Linked DNA regions of Mus musculus: region 1 is linked to region 2. A link is a contact called in public promoter capture Hi-C data. All regions are on one chromosome and are shown on one strand. Each heading gives the region's core, a stretch centred on a gene start, on an enhancer-like site or on the middle of the called end of the contact. The rest is flanking DNA. Distances are from core to core; before and after follow the strand shown. Region 1 holds the start of Kif15 (kinesin family member 15). Region 2 holds the start of Rpl14 (ribosomal protein L14).

Region 1 (6,265 bases), core at 1,315-3,814, 2.4 Mb after region 2:
AGCACTCAGCAGGCAGAGACAGGCAGATTTCTAAGTTCGAGGCCAGCCTGGTTTACAAAGTGAGTTCCAGGACAGCCAGGGCTACACAGAGAAACCCTGTCTCGAACCCCCCCCCCCCCAAAAAAAAAAAACCTCCAAAAACCAAGTACTATACATAACACAGTATACTTCAGGCACTAATTACACAGATATCTATTGACTGGTTGGCCTATTTTAGCAATAGGATACTTTATACAGTACACTAAGGTCAGTCTACTTATTTTCTATTTCACTGAAGTGATACTTGAGGCACAGAGTGAAATCACTTGCTCAAGGTTACACATCTGGTACAAAAGCTAATGCTTGAACCAAAGGCTTTCTTCAAACCATTCTATTCAATTAAAAAAATCAGATTATTTTAGGATATACCTGTTTTGGCAGCCTTTATTTCTGCTTTAATTTTCATGACCTCTTCAGCTGTTAGGTCTCCCTTTTTTAAAACCACTACTTGAGGCTGTTCATCTTCTTTGTCACTGTGATTGCCATCTTCATCTGGGAGCTGAGGCTGGATTTTCTACAGAAAATGTTTGATAATCTTTAACCAAACACTGCCATTGTGAGCAACTGTAATTTTTAAAGTGAAGTGGGCTGGGCAGTGGTTGTGTATACCTTTAATCCTAGCACTCAGGAGGCAGAGGCAGACCGATCTCTGTGAGTTTGAGGCCAGCCTGGTCTACACAGTGATTTCCAGGCCAGCCAAGACTACAAAGAGAAACCCTGTCTTGATAACAAAACAAACAAACAAGCAAAACTAGAACAAAAGCAAAATGGATAATGATCCTTGAAATGAATAGAAGATAAAATTTTAATTAAAAATAAACTCCAAAGAGTTTATTTTTACTATACCAGAAAACAGAAACTGGGAAACTTCTCCAGTGGGATTAATTTCTATCTAGACTATTGAAGGCAGTGCCACATCATCTTGCTTCCTCTTTTCTAATCAATATTTTTCATCCCTGTCTTGTCTGGATTTGATAAAACAACAACAACAAAAACCAACAAAACACCAACAACCTGACTTTACCATCCAAGCCACAAAAGTACAGAAAATAACAGGAAAATTATATTTTCCCCTACCTCTGCTCATTTGATATACTAACAGCTTCAGTTTTGTAGATATCTTTGTTTGTTTTTCAAGACAGGGTTTCCTCTGTTTAGCCTTCATTGCCCTGCAACTCCATTTGTAGATCAGGCTGGTCTGGAAGTCAGAGATCTGCCTGCTTCTTCATTCTGAGTTCTAGGATTCAAAGACATGTGCCACCACTGCCCAGCAGATACTATTAGCTGCTATTCAAGGACACACAAATAGTTATATAAAAGGTTTTGTACATAAACAATACTGTACATAATTGTTTAACTTTTGAAATTTATCAAACAGAAACCTAGTACTCACTGTACAAATGTAACAATTATATTTTGTCAGCTAAGTCAAAACATTTCTACTTTTTAACTAAGAAAGGTTTTGCATACTTTGAGATAAATACAGAATTATCTCATTTTTCAAGCAACTGTCTAATATTTAATTTTGGGCAGTCATCTTATGGGGAATACCCTGCATGACTTGGCCTTTGCCCACTACTATATTTTATCCCATGTAACTTTCACAGCTTCTAAGAGTCTAGACAACTAAGTTTGAGTACTCAACTGTCCATTATGTCTGTCTTTTTTTCTCAAACTGTGTCTAGGATGCTCCAGGCCATCTCTTACATAGCTAGCCCTCAAAACTAAAGAATCCCTAGATGCGCTTTTGAACACAACTGCATGTCCTCTTGTTTGACCTGTGCATAGCTTCTCGGCAGCAAGAACGCATTGTGTTTTCAATGTTACCTTCATTAGACAACCCCCTTTGAGAAGTACTGTTTCATTTCCCTATCTTGAGACACACAGCTTGGTAAACAGCAGGGGTTCTACTAGTCCTGGCTGATTCCTTCAAAGACTCCTGATTCGAGTCGTTTAATCAAGTGGCTTCGGTCTCCTTATCTGAAAAAGGGGACGACGCTGTCAATCACCTTGCTCAGGTAAAGTGAGATCCGCAAGTAAGAAAGGACAGAAAAGCTGTCTAGACTAGCTACTAGGGCTAGGTCGTTTTCAAGAATAGCACCCTGCAAGTAAGAATTCCTGGACCCGAGAGGCCAGACCTGGGGTCCGGCTGGTCGCGAGTGAGGGACCTGTCAGTTACGTCGGCACCGAGGAGCCGGAAGTGGGGTGGAGATAGAGGGTCTGACTCGGGGCGACTCCCGCGGCCTCACCTTGGTCTCTACGGTGGGCCCCTCCTTGTAGCCGACTCTCTCTTTGAAGCGGGACAGGAAGGCGGGCTCTGCGGGCCGCACATAGGACACTTGGTTCCGCTTGCTCATGGTAGTTCTGGTTCTGACCAACAATAAATAGCACTCGGCAGACTTGGCAGGGTACAAAGTGTCTGTCGCCCGCGCGGACTTCTGACGTAGACCGTGTTAGTGACGCCATCCGACCACGCCCAGGAGGCGTGGTCCGTTGGGGCGCCAAATTCAAATCTGCGGCCATCTTGAAGGGAGGATTCTGGTGGTCCTGGCGTAAGCGAATCTCGGACGGGGTCGCCATGGCCCCCGGCTGCAAATGTAAGTTGCGAGCCTGCCTGGTGAACTCATCGCCGCTGGCAGATGCCGGTGCTACGGGGCGTCACCTCTTAGGGCGCCCCGCGAGGGCGACGACGGCACACGCAGTGGGAACCCGAGTTCCTCACGGAGCGCGGGCGTCCCGCCTCGGCCACCCTACACCCGAGCGCTCTTCTCTGTGCATGGGACCCTGCTGTTTCCTTGCTGGCTTCTGGTGTCCTGAGGGCGGCCCTTGCGCTGCACTTGATGCTTGATTACCTATTTCTGCCTTTTTTGAAGGGAAGGGATTTGTGTTCCCTTCGGTGGCCTACCCTCAGAGGAGGGAACTTTAAAGCGAATTGCAACGGTCCCTTTACAACAGTTCCCATTCTTCATGCAAGACTTCATGAGTTCCTGAAACCAGAACTGTATCTTAGTACAGAACCCTATAGATAATGTGCTCTGTAAACTAAGTGTACTAAGATTAGCTAATACTAAAATACCTCAATTATAGTAATAGACAGTAATAGTTATTTGAAAGTAGTCTTTGCCTCAATTATAGTAATAGACAGTAATAGTTATTTGAAAGTAGTCTTTGACATAGTGTCTTATTATACCGGTCTTTTATCCTATGAGATTCTACGGTGTCTACTTGCTGAGAGAAATTCTGTAGACAGTATGACAGAGTTAGTATCCAAAAGTCACTTGAACACAAGCATTGTGATATAGCCACTTGATCTAATAACAAATGGCTGAGACTGTTAGGAGAGTAGTGTTTATAGTACCTGGCTAAAAAGAGTTGTGTAGCATGAGGCTTTATATTGAGACCTTGTTTAAAAAAAAAAAAAAAAAAAGGCTTAGAAATTGTTTCATTCTGAATTTTCTATTTAGTTGTTTTAGATTGTGATTGATGGCTGAGGAAAAAAACATAGAAAAAAGAAGTGCAGATTATGAGTAGACTAATATATATATTAATCTGTTTTCATCACAAAGAGATTGATTTAATCCCCCACTTCCAACGTATATGAGTGCCACCTCTTATATTGCCTATTATCTTTCTTAAATTATTTTTAATTATTGGTGTGTATGTGAGTGCACATGCATGTGTATATGTGTGCACAGCTGCGAGTGTAGTTTGTGTGTAGGTTGCTTGTGTGGGTGAAGATGGCCGTGGAGTGGTTGGATACTCTAGAGCTAGCATTATGAGTGGTTGTGAGCTTCTGAATATGGGTGCTGGCATGTGTGGTTTTTTTTTTTTTCCTTTGTTTTTCGGCTGATTATAAGATTTGAGAATAAAATGAGATACTTGAGAAAATTGTGAAATTATACATTTGAAATTTACAATAGTGTTCATGTTTGTAGCTCTTTGTCAATTGTTATTGTTTCCTGATGAATTGTTTTAGTAACCCTTTAAGTCTATTACACTGATATTTGAACAGCTCTGTGTGATCTTTTCCTCTATTTAAAGTAGCCTGTCTCCTCTACCTCTTCAGCAGTAAGAGAATTTAAGCGTACAAACTAGTACATGATAGAGCTTAAATTCTTTTTAAAATCTAGGCTCGTCTTAAGGTTTCTGTGAAGCCAGACAGGGCCTGGAGCTTCTGATCCTCAGGATTTCACCTCCCAAGTGCTAGGACAGCGATAGCCTTGTAGTCAGTCAGTAACTCCTTCGGCCTCAGCCAGTCTTCTGATTTCTACCCTCACCGATTAGTTTTACCTATTCTTGAAGCTCATGAGCATGGTACATATATTCTTTTTCTTGTTGTAGTAACTGTCCTGACACTTTGTGCCTGTGGGCACATGATAGGCAGCAGCAGCTATCACTGCTGTTTAGTGTTGTACTAGGTAAGCATGTTACAACTTGTTCTCCTTTTGATTGCCCTTTAGTTCACTCTTTTTTTTTTTTGAACTTGGGTTTCTAAGTTGAATTATCATGAGTAAAACACCTATGAATAGTGTTTAACATGTTTCTAGGCAGACACAAAAATGACCTCAAAGTTGAAAAAGATGTACAGTGAATGTATACAGAGGATTTCCTTGTAAAGCCACAACTTTATGATAGCCTCATAATAAGACTTTATACTTTAACCTTGGGTCAACAGATAGTATAGTGAGGTGGCTGATGGTAGGAAATAAGAATTCCAGAATGCCTGTGTTCAAGTCCTAGCATTTCTCAATACATCTTTTCAGGTTTCAGGAATTATACCAGAGCTGCCTACTTCTCTGAAGTTTGTTTGCTTGTTTGTTTGTTTTTTAAGACAAAATCTCTGCATAGTTTCCGACATCCTGGTACTTGGTTTATAAACCAGACTGACCTCTAACTCTGAGATCCTCCTTCCTCTGCCTCTGAGGTGGTCAGTTTCAAGCCATGCACCAGAGGCCTCTTCCCTGAAACTCTTCACTGTTGGGGTGGAGGGTTAAACGTTTTCTTTCGTGACTCTTTGTAACTCAACACAAACATGTACACACATGCCTATTTGTTGGGGTAACATGTTTTGTATACTGTGAAGGCATGTCCTGTCTCTCCTTTCCTGCCTAGCTCTAGGACATCATCAGCTCTTTATTAAAGCCAACCAGTGAACGCCTTAGGTTAAGTGAGGAAGGGCAGAGACATACCTTTCACAGCATACAAAACATTATCCCAGCTTCTCCCCCTTTAACATCTGATCACTTAAGGAGGTCTCTGCAGATCCAGAGTGGGTTCTCTTCCTGCACTTCTCCAGTTTTCGTCCCACGGAATCTAGCTGCATTTACTTTTCCAAACTCTGAACCATTTCTCCTCAGCTCAGCCAGATAAGCAAGCTCTCTGTGGACTCTCCACCTTTACTGTGCCTTGTGATCCAGAGTCACTTTACTTTGTTGTCTGTTGTCCAGTGTTGAGGACTTGTTGCATATTTTTGGTCCAGTTTCCTAGTTACTTAAGTAAATCCAGTTTTTGCTACTCCATCATGGCTGACTGATGATTGATTGAAATCAATTTGAAATTGAAATAAAATAGAAACCAAATTGAAATTGATTGAACTCCTTCTGTTCATAAGGACAAGCAACAAGATGATCTGAGATTTCAGCTGTCATAACACGAACTGATATATATATATATATATATATATATATATATATACACACACACACACACACACACATACTGTCTCTTTGTCACCAACATTTGAGAGGACTGTGAAAGGTGCTGTAGGGCTGTGGGGCGGGGTGGTTTGGTAGGCTTGTTTGTTTTCTACTTCACAGGTGTTGGGTTAAGGTATAGGTGGAAGTATAATCTCCAGAAATCAAGTTCTGTGATAACATTTTGCTTTTAATTTTTGTGTGAACAGAACAGAATCCTTATTGTCCTAGTCTCGATCATCAGAGATTTTTGTGTGCTTACTATGAATCAGGTACTTTAGGTATGCTTTATAAAGCAGAAGAATAATGCTTATTATGATAGCCAAGAAAGGGCACTGAGAGAGATACTGTGCATGAGGCGGGGTAGCAGAGAGGCTGGCAGTTTGTGTCTGTGGGCTCCACATCTGCTCATCAGTACACAGGAAATATTCAGGACAAAATACATCCATCTGTATAGAATATGTACAGAATTGTTTTCTAGTCATTCTCTAAATAATACAACTGAGTACTTCGTAACATTTATACCATATTAG
Region 2 (6,917 bases), core at 1,213-3,712:
GGAAAGAGATAAGAGGTTAATCTAACCAATATCTCAACGCCAGAGAGGGGCCCAGGGAGGAGCTGAGTCAGCTCACTGCAGTGCTGCCCAATCAGGCCTGTCTCACTCCCCACCCCCAGCTCTGGGATTACAAGATAATTCTACCACACCTAGCTGTCTTTCTTTCTTTTTCCTAATGTGGGCTCCAGGAGTTGAACTAGGTTCTCATGGCAAGCTCCTTACCAAGTAGGCCACTTCCCCTACTTGTTTTCTTTTCTTTTTTTTTTTGTTTTATGAGACAGGGTTTCTCTGTGTAGCCCGGGCTGTCTTGGAACACACTCTGTAGACCAGGCTGGCCTCGAACTCAGAGATCTGCCTGCCTCTGCCTCCTGAGTGCTGGGATTAAAGGCGTGTGCCACCACGCCCGGCTCCATACTTTGTTTTCATTTGAGAAAGTTTTGCCATGTGGCCCGGCTGGTGCTTACTATGTATGCCAGGCTAATCTCAAGCTCTTGGCACTTTCTACCCAAGCCTGCTGCGTGCTGGGATTATAGCCATGCACCACTGCACATGGCTTATATGCAATATTTTTACTTGTGAATTTGAGGTTTCATCTAAGGCTTCCTTTCCAAAAAAAAAAAAAAAAATGACCTAATAATAAAAAAAATCAAGGAAATATAAGAGCTGCATGTTTAAGAACAACAGGTGAACTTTTTTCTTTCCCTGAACCACTGTGATTGACTTTAAGTGTATTCATTTTGGTAGTTTGGGGTTTGAATCCTGGTTCCCACGTGCCCCAGGAAAACTCTTCCCTGCTCTGCCACACTCCCGAGTCCACTGCTGGTTGGTTCCTGTCTCATCCCCCAAGCTCCCGGCAGTGAAGCTTTCCAGGACCGAGCTCTCCAGGACCCGCCGGCCGAGTGCATGAGTTGCAGGTGGCAAGGATTCTCCGTCCCTCTTGTCTGGAACATCTTTTCACTGAGCTCTCGGCATCTGTCCTGACTGAGAGCTTTTCCTTGGGATTCCTCACTCAGTACCGCTTCACTCTTCAGCAAAAGCAGACTCGTTAGGATGAGGAATTTATTGAGAGAGGCTGGCAGCTCATAATCTTCTGTTAACTCCTGTTCCAGAGGATGTGATGCCCTCTCCTGGCCTCTGCAGGTACTAAGTTTGTTTGCGCTTGGTGCTCACAAACACCCATACACATAAAATAAAATAAAATAAAATAAAATAAAATAAAATAAAATGTCTGAAATGGGGTTCGTTCAGAGCCACAGAGATGACTAGCAGTTGAATGCTTTCTTGAGTTCTGTTTCCAGCTCATTCATAGCTCTAGCTTTAATGGCCTCCAAGGGGACTATTCCTCCACACACATAAAAGAGTATGTAAAGTGCTTAATGTTGTAAAGGCCTGAATTTGGATCCCCATCACACACATGAAGAGTTAGGAAGAGTTAGGATCGATGGCCTGCAGTGGTCATCCTGGGGAGGTAGAGACAAGTGTGCCCCTGGGGCTCAGTGACCAGCATGCCTATCTGAACTGGCAAACTCTGGGTTCAGTGAGAGGCTGTCTCATAAAGACCGGAAGAAGAGTGACTGAGGAAGGCACCCAGTGTGCTCCTTTGCTCTTGTTTACTTGACACAGCTAGGGTCCTCTGGGAGGAGGGAGCCCCACTTGGAGGAATGCCTCCATAAGAGGCATATCTGTGAAATATATTCCCTTTCCCCCGCCCGCCTCCCCCCACCCCCCGGCCTATTTATTATATGTAAGTACACTGTAGCTGTCTTCAGACACCCCAGAAGAGGGCGTCAGATCTCACTACAGATGGTTGTGAGCCACCATATGATTGTTGGGATTTGAACTCAGGACCTCTGGAAGCGCAGTCAGTGCTCTTAACAGCTGAGTCATCTCTCCAGCCCTGTGTCTTTGGACTTTTAAGACAATGTCTCAGTATGTCTCCTTGGTAGGGGAAGCGGCCTTAAATCCAGATTTGCTTCCGCCTCTGCCTCCCGAGGGCTGGGATTAAGGGCGAGCGCCAGCACCCTCGGCTGTGTCTTAATTATATCCTGTGTATACAGAAGAAAAGGGAAGTGGGCTGGGGACAGACAGTTCATCCTATGAGTCCTTCCTATCCCTAAAGTTCTCAGGAGTGACCGCCCTGTCATGCCAACATTTGGGAGACTGAGGCAGGAGCATTGCTGCGAGCGAGCCTGCTTGGATTATACAGTGTGGAAGGCCTACACTAAAAGGCCTTGTCCCCAAAATCCCAAACCCAAACAAAATAGAAAGGAGAAATTACAACGCCAAGCTCACTGCACGTGTCTGAGGAGAAGCAGTCCATAGAGAGCCGGAACCGCCATGTCATAACCCAGTGAGCATGCGTAAAAGCACGCACGTTTCCCCGTCGACCAATCGGTGGGCACGCTGGACGTCGGGGGCGGGGCTTCTGCCGACACATGCGCACGGCAGGGCGGGCCCTCTCTCTTCTCGCTGAGCGCCGCCAACATGGTGAGTGTGTGTGCCGAGAGCTCCGAGTGCGGCCGTCGCGACGCCCGTCTTCTGCCCCGGGCGGGGGAGCCCCGGCGTGGAGTGGCTCTGCGCGACCCGGCCAGCGCGTGGGGAGGCAGCGGGGCGTGGAACCCAGCCCGCAGGGAGCGCGGCTCGCGTGGACCGCACTACCGGGGCCACGCGTGCGCAGTGGCGGGAGTGGCTGGGCCTGAGGTCCGGGGATGGCGGCGCTGCTGCGGCCTCGGACCTGCCCGGCGGCCTGGCTCCTCATGAGCTCCCTTCAGTTCTTTTTCTCCGGAAAAAGCGAACCGGGGAGTGGTTCAGTGGATTGAACGATGAATTAATTGTATGAGAACTAAAGGAGTATCAAACATGGGTAAGAGCGGATCCAGGGAGCTCGTGTGCTGGGAAAGTGGCCACGGGATACTTGAAGTTAAAAAATGCTGGCTACTAAGTTCAAACTCGTCTCCCAGGGCGGCCCCGAGCCCTGTGTTGCCGGTAAGCAGCGGACTTGGAATATTTAAAGCCAACCCTTGTTTCTTTTCCTGTTTTAGGTGTTCAGGCGTTACGTGGAGGTTGGCCGGGTGGCCTACATTTCCTTCGGGCCCCATGCTGGAAAGCTGGTCGCAATTGTAGATGTCATTGATCAGAACAGGGTACGTGTGGGACGGAGTATTTTACAATCTTTATTTAACGTGGCCGTAAGATCGACAGCACCGTAGATGTTACTCAGGGTAGCTAGAGTGGTCCTTGGGTGGAGTTCTTTAGATTACAGGTTTACCATTGAGGAAACACTGGCCACGGAGTTTGAAGCACTGGGTAGAGTTAGCTCATCTTACAGCACTAATTCACCGGGTAAACGAGGCAGGCAAATGCAGGTGAGTTTAAATGAGGTAACTGAGAAGACTTCAGTGAGCTGGAGGTGCGGCTCTGTTGGTAGAGTGCTTGCTAGAGTCCCTGGATTCTAAAGATAGATGTGGCTCCTGCTACCTCAGGCTCTGGGAGGATAAGGTAGGAGAAGCAGGAGTTTGCCACTAGCCTGGGCTGCTTGACCTTGTCTGAAAATACCACAGTGGAGGCTTTTAGGATACTGGGTTCACAAACGTGCATTTTCTTCATTTGAATGGTAATGTACATTTCGTCCAGAAAGGGCTAGAAATTACGTAGAGGTTACAGCCATCTTGAACTTTAGATGCCTGTCTGAGGTCCTTGATTTTGTATCCTAGGCTTTAGTGGATGGACCCTGTACTCGGGTGAGGAGGCAGGCCATGCCCTTCAAATGCATGCAGCTCACTGACTTCATCCTCAAGTTCCCACACAGGTAACACCTTGTTCTAAGTTGCTTTTCAGTTTGGTGCCACAGTCTATATATACACGGATAATACAGATGGTTTGGAGCCAACCAAGGAAAGGGGCCTATATCTAACAAACAGACTTACTGACTTAAAATTGCCCAGGTCGTTTTGCCATTATGAAGTTCCTGTTTGGGTCCCGTGTCTCCCCCCCCCCCACACACACACACACACAATAAGTTCCGTGAAAATGTCTGCTCTCATATATCCAAATTGGCCCCAAATTTGCAGTCTTCTGGTCTGAGTCACCTTAGTGATGGGGTTTGTTGTGTTTTAGAGGGGTGCAGATTAAGACTGTCCTGCAGCACTGTGTGGTTGTCATCAGCAATGATTGGTACAATGAAGCACCTGCTGTAATGAGCCACCACAGAGTGGATTTAACCTGGGTGGTCTCTGAGACAGATGCCAACTGAGGGGTGCTGGTGGAGTGGTTATGGTCACCATGTACCGGAGTGACTACAGGTGAATCTAGGGTTCACCGAAGCGCAGAAGTTTTTAGTGGTTAAGAAACTTAGCCAAGTTAATGTGCAAAATATAGCAGGTGTAAGGAGCAGCTTTTGTTATTTACAAAGGGACATGGTTTTATGCACACGTGTGAGCAGTGGTAAGTGTACTTTGAAATATTTTTTTGACATGACCTACCATAAAGCTGATTGAGTAATATGTGACTTGATCTTCATAGTGCCCGCCAGAAGTATGTCCGAAAAGCTTGGGAGAAGGCGGATATCAATACGAAATGGGCAGCCACAAGATGGGCCAAGAAAATTGATGCCAGAGAAAGGGTAAAGGCACAAAGCTTTGAGTTCTGGAGGGCGGGATGTGCTTGAGATGTCAGGGGAGATCAGTTGAGTTTTGTTTTTCTTTTAACAGAAAGCCAAGATGACAGACTTTGATCGTTTCAAGGTCATGAAGGCAAAGAAAATGGTAAGTCTTCAGATGTACATTTATATTGGCTGTAGGGTAATGAGGGAAGAGTAGCCAGTCCCTATTTTGTGGTGTTGTGTGTAATTGATGTTTATAGCTCTTGATAGGTTAGGGCCAGCAAGATTGCTCAGGGTAAAAGTAGCTGGCTTAATGACCAAATGAGTCTTGGAAATAATCTCTCTATAGTTTATGTGTGTGGAAGCAGTTTAATTTCTAACAATGGACATAAGGCGTATTGTTGTGTGAGTGTAGCAAGTGCTCTTCTGTGTTTTTTCAGAGGAACAGAATAATCAAGACTGAAGTAAAGAAACTTCAAAGAGCTGCTATCCTGAAAGCTTCTCCCAAAAAAGCAGCTGTGGCCAAAGCTGCCATTGCGGCGGCTGCAGCTGCTGCTGCTGCTAAAGCTAAAGTCCCAGCCAAGAAGGCCACAGGACCAGGCAAGAAGGCTGCAGGCCAGAAGGCTCCTGCTCAGAAGGCTGCAGGCCAGAAGGCAGCACCTCCTGCTAAAGGTCAGAAGGGTCAGAAGACCCCAGCCCAGAAAGCACCTGCTCCAAAGGCGGCTGGCAAGAAAGCGTGAGGCTACACAGAATAATAAAGGTTCTTTTTGACGGTGGTAAATCTCATGTGTGGACTCTAAGCTTGTCGCCAAGTGGGAAATAGACTGGTGGGATTGTAGATAGGATGGGCTACTTAAACTCATTCTACCCAGGCCTTAGTACTTAGCATACAGCCAGAGTCAAACTGATCCTTTATACAGGGGGTACCATGACAGTACAACAGTGTCGTTAACCCTAACAAATAAATTTCCCACCAACGGGTGGAATTCCTTCATTTTGATGAACCATAGTCGAGTATAATTGTTGAAAGATACGTGGGGCTGGGCTTGCCTGCCTCGCATGTGTGATACATTTGGCATTTCTTCTCTTTCCACAGCATGATTTTGATAATTTTGGATTATAAAACAGGCTTTGAATATTTCTAGGAAAGTGGATGATTGGAGAGAATCTTGGTCCTCACAAAGGGTGGACTCCTGAAAAGCAGGAAGTGTTATTTGTGAGAAGTGGGGGTGGATTACTTGCAGGGTTATTCCCAGCACACTGGGTGCTTTTGAGTCTTGTTGTCCACAGTTTACACCTGGACAGGTGGACACTGGAATACCAGGTGGGAATGACCCTGCATGGGGGGAGTCCTGTCATTGTCAACAGCATTTGTGGGCTCTGCGTCTACCCTGTGAAATAGCAGGTGGAAGATTGAGGGCAGGATTCAGGCTATTTCTAGGAAATAGTGCAATGTGGAGTAGTCCTCTTAGCCTTTGAGAAAGGGACGTGAGGCAGAGATGGGTGTGAACCTTTGAGGCAGCCAGGGACAGGAAGGTACAGGGCTCCTGAAGAGAATGGGAAGTGACAACTGGAACTGAGGTAGGTCATGTGATTAAAACAAAAACTGGGCCAGGTGTGGTGGCGGCACGCCTTTAATCCCAGCACTCGAAGCAGAGGCAGGTGGATTTCTGAGTTCACGGCCAGCCTGGTCTACAAAGTGAGTTCCAGGACAGCCAGAGGTACACAGAAACCCTGCCTCGAAAAACCAAAATCAAAAAACCCCAAACTGGTACTTCAGTTTAGCCAGTCCTGATTGGCTTAGTGGGAAGGAAGTTGAAAACACGTGTCTAGGCACTTACTCTGCTATCAGGAAGGTGGTGATCCCATATTTCATAAGCCACCTGTTCATGGGCTCATATTTAGGGATTCTGAGAAAGGGATTAAAGCATACAGACTGGGATAATTCACCCCACAGAATTTAGTAGGAAAAAGAGAGTCTGGCTTCATTAAACAGCACCCTCCCCACACCCCCCAGAGCATTGCCGGCAAGAATTCTACATGGTAGAATTGTAGATAGTCCGAAAGGTGGCCTGTTGAGGCTTGTGGGAAAGTAGACAACACTCAACTGTAATCTTGACATTTCCAGCCTTGCCACCCAGGATTCCTGGTCTGCACACGGGAGTGGGGTAGAATGGGTATTGTTTTGAACTAGCAAGTGATTTGTCAGGAAGCAGCAGTTTTCTTCCCAGGGCTGGGAATTAAAGGACTGCAGGAAGTGGATTTCTGCAACAGAGCCCATATCTAGGTATACTCAGGTTGGCTGCTGGCAGGAGGG

The links. Promoter capture Hi-C pulls out the DNA fragments that hold promoters and counts their contacts.
Region 1: a promoter capture Hi-C map of liver shows a contact between it and region 2, with 4 times the contacts expected there. The contact joins the promoter of Kif15 here to the promoter of Rpl14 in region 2. A contact is called at or near these places in 2 of 39 promoter capture datasets (liver and pre-B cells).

Annotation. Positions count from the first base shown.
Region 1 is chr9:122,948,517-122,954,781 of GRCm38.p6, forward strand. It overlaps Kif15 (kinesin family member 15), which reads left to right and starts at 2,565. Exons shown (of 35, transcript NM_010620.1): 1 at 2,565-2,636. The coding sequence starts at 2,618. 1110059G10Rik (RIKEN cDNA 1110059G10 gene) reads right to left here and starts at 2,484. Exons shown (of 3, transcript NM_025419.4): 1 at 2,289-2,484; 2 at 409-553. The coding sequence starts at 2,396.
Region 2 is chr9:120,569,055-120,575,971 of GRCm38.p6, forward strand. It overlaps Rpl14 (ribosomal protein L14), which reads left to right and starts at 2,463. Exons shown (of 6, transcript NM_025974.2): 1 at 2,463-2,487; 2 at 3,042-3,143; 3 at 3,714-3,808; 4 at 4,522-4,621; 5 at 4,710-4,763; 6 at 5,041-5,599. The coding sequence starts at 2,485. The coding sequence ends at 5,340.